Linked DNA regions of Gossypium hirsutum: region 1 is linked to region 2. A link is a contact called in public Hi-C data. All regions are on one chromosome and are shown on one strand. Each heading gives the region's core, a stretch centred on a gene start, on an enhancer-like site or on the middle of the called end of the contact. The rest is flanking DNA. Distances are from core to core; before and after follow the strand shown.

What was found. Hi-C and Micro-C count contacts between places; a contact is called where the count stands out from the background.
Region 1: a contact with region 2 is called in a Hi-C map of leaf, with 4 times the contacts expected there. The contact joins two enhancer-like sites. A contact is called at or near these places in 6 of 34 Hi-C or Micro-C datasets (anther, hypocotyl, leaf and 1 more).

What each region holds. Positions count from the first base shown.
Region 1 is chrD08:45,921,822-45,924,739 of Gossypium_hirsutum_v2.1, reverse strand. LOC107915213 (cullin-1) reads left to right here. Exons shown (of 19, transcript XM_041098196.1): 7 at 2,089-2,178; 8 at 2,289-2,369; 9 at 2,474-2,533; 10 at 2,837-2,863. Among protein-coding and RNA genes, the nearest start is that of LOC107910210, 3.4 kb to the left of the region's middle. Within about 2 kb of position 1,554, at least 3 of the 9 cell types and tissues checked have an H3K27ac peak or open chromatin away from gene starts, as enhancers often do. A contact at or near this core is called in hypocotyl and leaf, where this site is marked.
Region 2 is chrD08:45,717,280-45,720,253 of Gossypium_hirsutum_v2.1, reverse strand. It overlaps LOC121220114 (protein TRANSPORT INHIBITOR RESPONSE 1), which reads right to left. Exons shown (of 3, transcript XM_041099302.1): 3 at 1,763-2,908. The coding sequence ends at 2,111. It overlaps LOC121220115 (zinc finger protein CONSTANS-LIKE 13), which reads left to right. Exons shown (of 4, transcript XM_041099304.1): 4 at 84-385. The coding sequence ends at 174. Among protein-coding and RNA genes, the nearest start is that of LOC121220114, 3.6 kb to the right of the region's middle. Within about 2 kb of position 1,258, at least 6 of the 9 cell types and tissues checked have an H3K27ac peak or open chromatin away from gene starts, as enhancers often do. A contact at or near this core is called in hypocotyl and leaf, where this site is marked.

The sequences.
Region 1 (2,918 bases), core at 305-2,804, 200 kb before region 2:
ATTAAAAGCAGAAAACTTAGTTGCAATCATATTTCTTGAATTGAACAAAAAATAAAAGATTAAAGGGAAAGAGAATTGCTAAGCTGATTCCAGTGGATTTCTATGGCACATCTCACTTTGCTCCTCCTTCTTTCTTCTCTTCTTGTCGTGACTACTAAGCTCAAATTCTCAATATTGACGAAAATTGACTGCTCTTAAAATCTTTCAATGCTCTCTTAAGTGTAGGGGTGAGCAAATTTCGATTCAACTCAAAAAAATCGAAAAAAAAGTTTGAATTTTGAATCATTCGAATCGAATTAATCAAATAAACTCGAATTTATTTTTCAAATTTTGAGTTGAATTTTTAAATTCGAATAATTCGAATAAACTAAATATCAAACATTTTACTTCCTTTCTCCCTCAAACCCCCTCTCAAAAGTCAAACCTTTTTACTTTCCCCAAAAATTTTACATCCTCAAACACCAAAAACCATTTTCCTTTTACCTTTTCCAATACTTTTACTTTCGTCTCAAAAATTTTACTTCCTCTAAACCCGTAAAACTTTTACTTCCCCTAACCTCCCAAAACTTTTTTCCTTTTGCTTTCCTCCAAAACTTTTACTTCCTCCTAAACTCCTTTTTTTTTTGAATTTATGTCTACTACTTATATTATTGAATTAAATTTCACATTTTTTTACTATTTATATTATTGAATTATTTAATCATGCTAAATCTTTATCAATTTTTGAAAAATTGAATTATTGATGATGACATAAAATATTCAGTTAAATTTTTTTGTTGGTATCAATTTCACATTTTATCTTTAAATAAATTTTATTAAAAAAACACATTTTTTATTTTAATATATTTTTTAATTTTAAAATACATGGTGACAAAAATCAAAAGATAATTGAAGCAACTAAGTAAGCAAAAAAGCTAACCCGTATATTAAAGATTAATAAAAAATTATGAGGGGGTTAAAGTTAATAATAAATTTGATTACGGTAGGCAAATTTAATTATGGTGGATGACACTAGATACAAGGACCCAAAGTTATTTTTTAATTTAACTCAAACAAATATATTCGATTCGATTTGATTTAAATTTCATCTCACTCAAATTTATTAAAAAAAAATTCAAATCGAGTTAAGATGATAAAATAATATTCGTCAACTCAATTAATTTAAATTTTTTTCATTCGATTCGATCGAACACTCACACTACTTAAGCGGAGTGAAAAATAGGAGAAAAAATGATGAATGGTGGATGATTGAGTGATTGATGAAAGACTCCTTATTTATACTAGAAACGCTCCAACATCCCCTTGCTATTTTTAGCCCCAAATCCCTTGATTTTCTCTCTAGAGGTGGCCTACCCTTGAATTAAGGAAGGTGGGTGGACGGTCACGCTATTTTGGGAAGGATGTGATTGATTTGTGCTTGATTCAAGGGAAGAGTTGCTTGATTCCCTCATGGTTGATTGGTGGTTGAAAGTTTTCATGGACAGTTTGGGCTCATTCCTTCCTAGTGGACGATTTGGGCTCTTTCAATTTTGTTGGGCTATCCAGTTTTGTTGACCCACTTAAGAGCTGGGTCAAGAGGAATTCTGAAGTCCAATTATTATAATTGGGGCATCCAAGGATAATAATATATCAGCCCACATCGTGTAGGTCCTTTGCTACAGAGACGTTGCAGCGTTAGGCATCAAAGTGTGCATTTCAATCCCTTTCCTCTTCTGAGTTTATTAGGCACTTTTAGGGCTGAAAATTAATTTTAGCATATAAATTAACAAAAATGAATTATTTCAAATAAATTTAACAATAAATAGAAATTTAAACAATTACTGTAGAATTTGTTATTAAACACCCCGAACTTGAATGAATTAGAAAGTAAAAACATCTTAAAATAACTATATTTTGCAGTTATCATGTAAGAGGTGAAATACACGAATTTTGTTTGATGTGTGAAAGTTGTCAGTAAGATAGTAGAATAGAAATTATGTGAATTGTCTATAGGCGCAATAATGTGAGGCAAGTTAACGTACAGTTTCTATGCATACAGCTCTATAATTCCGAGAGCATTCTAATTATAGCTGTTTATTCTTTGTGTAGAAAGTGCAACATGAGTTGTTGGTCGTATACGTTAACCAACTACTTGAAAAGGAGGATTCAGGGATCAAGGTTTTGTTTAGAGATGACAAGGTAAATTTTGCTCAACCTCGTCTCTTTGCAAGAAATGTTTACTCTTCTCGCTGTTTATTTCGGTAACTGTGTAGACCAGGAAATTATTTGGCTTACTTTATGCTCTGTAGGTGGATGATCTTTCTAGGACGTACAGGGTTTATAATAAAATATCTCAAGGCCTGGATCTTGTTGCTAATGTATTCAAGCAGGTATGAATTTCTGTTTACTTGTTCTGCAAGCTAAATGACCGTCTTTTCATGTTACTTTACAGCTTTACTGACTCTTTCTGAGTTTTTTTTTTCTTCTTTTGCAGCATGTTACTATTGAGGGTACAGCCTTTGTTCAACAGGCAGAAGAGGCTACAAGTTACCAGGTTAATTTGTTGTTGCCCTTCTCTTATAGTTACAAGTATAATTGCTGGATACAGTTACTGATGTCGTTTTGTACTAAGGATTACTGAAGATTTGTATTCTTGTGAGGGTATCAAATCTATTCTTTTGTACTAACATAATGAGTGCAAAACAGCAAGAGTAATGTTTACGCATAAATCTGGCTCTTTTTTTTTTATCTATTATTTTGTTTATGCACCTGAGTGAAAAATGGATGATACATAATTTATTGTTTTGACTACTCAACGTGCCCATTTCTAAATGCTGATAGTCAATCATTTTCACAGGCCTCAAATACTCCTGGTGGGCACGAACAGGAAAAATTTCCAACTTTTAAGCTATGGATACTCATGCATTCACTTCAGATGT
Region 2 (2,974 bases), core at 9-2,508:
GAAATGTTACATACACATAAAAACCTTACATATGATGAATGTTTTTGGTTGAGAAAAACACTGTTTATGTGAAAACATTACAGATATGATAAGCACGTAAGGTATGAATCAAGAAAAGCTCGAGCTGAAAGCAGGACAAGAATTAAAGGCCGTTTCGCAAAGGTAAAGCGTTGAAAACCTTTGTGGTAAACTTGGGTTGGCTTTTTTGTTACTAGAAAATGTTTTTCCCTTCTGTAGTTGTTCTTCCTTAAGCCAAAGCTTTAGGGTATATATACCAGGTTGGTTTTTTACTTGTAGAGTTTAGCTTTTGTACATGTTATTTTGATTTGTAGAACTTTATATATAAATACTTGAAAGCTGAAAATTCGAAAAATATATCATTGTATATCGCTGTGTGCCCTTGTTCGACTTTGTAAGCTGATAGATTGTGCAGGAAAAAAAAAAGTAATTCAAATTACAATTTTTGGAGGGTTTAGACATAAAATCTGGGAAACTAGTTTTTTCTCTTTTTGGATGAGGGTATCACGGATCGAACTCGAGATTTGATTTCAACTAAGATTTTATGTCAATATACCACAATAGTTGATATGTAAAGAATTGGAAGAGAATAGGAAGAAATTAATACCTCCAATTAAATCTCCTACAAACATCCAATAGTTGCATGGTATAATCTCATCAATCCGACAGTAGTAGTTGCTATAGGTTGGAGACACCGAAGGCGTTAGTTCTAGGTACCTTGAGATTCATTCGGTATTTCTGTACTCTACTCAAATTCAGTATTGTCCACCATCAGCAGTTTAAACCTTTAAACTATTATATTTTATTATACTTTGTTCTTACGTATATTTTTTTTGGAAATACTAATAAATAAGATAAAAACAAAGAATAGGAATTTATTTGGATATGACACGTCCCTACTCAAAACGTAATAATAATTTTTAAGATAGAAACCAATAAAAAGGGGGCAGGCAACAAAAAGTGATGATAAAAGCATCATTCTTATTGTTATCAGCAATAGCAGTAGTATGTGATTAATTTTGCAGAAATATATAAGTCTGTAATGACACCACCAACATTATTTTAATAATGAGGGGTTCACTTTTAACAGAACTGTGAGCCCATCATTATAAGCACTGACGCCCATATCCTGGAGGCACTGTAACCTCAAAGAATTTGACCCTCTGCTTAGTAATAATGGTGATGGTGATGAGAAGAGGTGAAATCAGCAGTCAGCGGCAACAATCATAAGTAACAGAGAGAATATTAATGATGAAGCATGATCCCCCTATCCCTTCATAAATTACGCCCCAACGTGTGTGTGCCCCCATCGTCATCATCTCTTCCTCTAATTGGCCCAATTCTACATCAAGCCCCTCTAATATGTATTTATTTTTATAAAATTAATCCTTCTAAATCTTTTTGCTTTTGCTGTATTTTCATTTGTCTCTAATTCAATCAAATAATTTGATGATTTCGATATAATATTTATCCAATATGCATATACTACATCGCCATATGTTTAATAAGAAATAATATTATTTAATTCGAATATTATTAAAATGCATATAACTATTTTAATATCACCAAAATAAAAAATTTCAGACAATAATTAAATTTTAAATGAAAATAGCAATGAAATTCAAACAAAAATATTGAAGGTTAATGAATGCATCATTTTTTAAGGGTTGAAAATATTTAAGAACTTAAAGCTTTGATACAGATTCAATGAGGTTAGTCGAGGGACCAAAACATAATTTGAGCATTGAGAGAAAAGATAATAATTAAGATTTACTACCCCAAAAGGATAATACAAATGACGTAAACATCCAACATTATGCATGGTAACTATGGGGAAACAAATAAAATAAAATAAAAACTCTTGATTAATCCACAACTGGAGTTTCCATCTCTTTATCGATCCTTGTGTTTCCGATGGCTCCGCCAGCCACTACTAAAACGAACGGCGATGGAGCTCAAAACCATTTTACACCCTTCAATAAGGTCTGCAATTAGATTAAGCCAAGGGAATAGTGAGTAACATAAAGGAGCATGTACCTGATACATTGATTCTTGAGATTAAAAGAGTTTTTTCTAACATGTTGCCTAATTCTCAAGAGAGCTCTGATGCAAAATCTTCGTCCATCGTCCAAACAAATGGAGGCATATCGAACCTCGGCCCGGCAACAGATCTATATATGTAGAGCTTATCGACCGGGTCACTTTCTGCTCTTGAATCTGGAGGTCCCTTCTCGTCCATAACTTCGATATTCAACCTGGGCATCTTTTGACCTAGCATCTTACATGCTCCGAGACTCACAGAGCAAGAAGACATCCAAAGGGATCGCATTGTCTCCAGCTTTGCAGCGTTCGCTAATAGAGCCTTGTCCCCGAAGGGGCAGTTCATAATCTCCAGTTTCCGGAGACTTTCACACCCAGAAAGCACATGATGAAGTGCCAAATCGCTTTCTCCTGCAAAAGCCACAGACAGCATCTCTAGCTTTTTCGCATGCATCCCGATATATTCAAACACACAATCTGTGAGGAGACCAGAGAGGGAAAGGCGTCTCAGATCCTTGCAGTGCTCAACAATGGCTCCAAAACCTACATCAAGTGGCTGAAGGGTCCGGTAGTCGGCTATTTTTGGATCAAGAAGACAAAGACGAAAACGAGTGAAGTTCGGACAGTTCTGAGCAATGGTGACTAAAGCTGCATTAGACATTTGACGGCAAAAGTACAAAACCGACTGTAGCTTAGGACAACCCGAAGAAACAGCGACAAGGCCCTTTTCTGTCAAGGATACATTTGGCTCTTCCCCAAATGGATCAGATGGAAACACCCGCAATTCCTGTAGGTCCTTGCAACTAGATGCGAGCACTTCGAGTCCACTATCTTCAATGTAATCAAGTACCTGTGAGCACAACCAACCTAGCTTAAGAAAAATAACAGAAATAAAAGCAAGATACAATTCAATTAT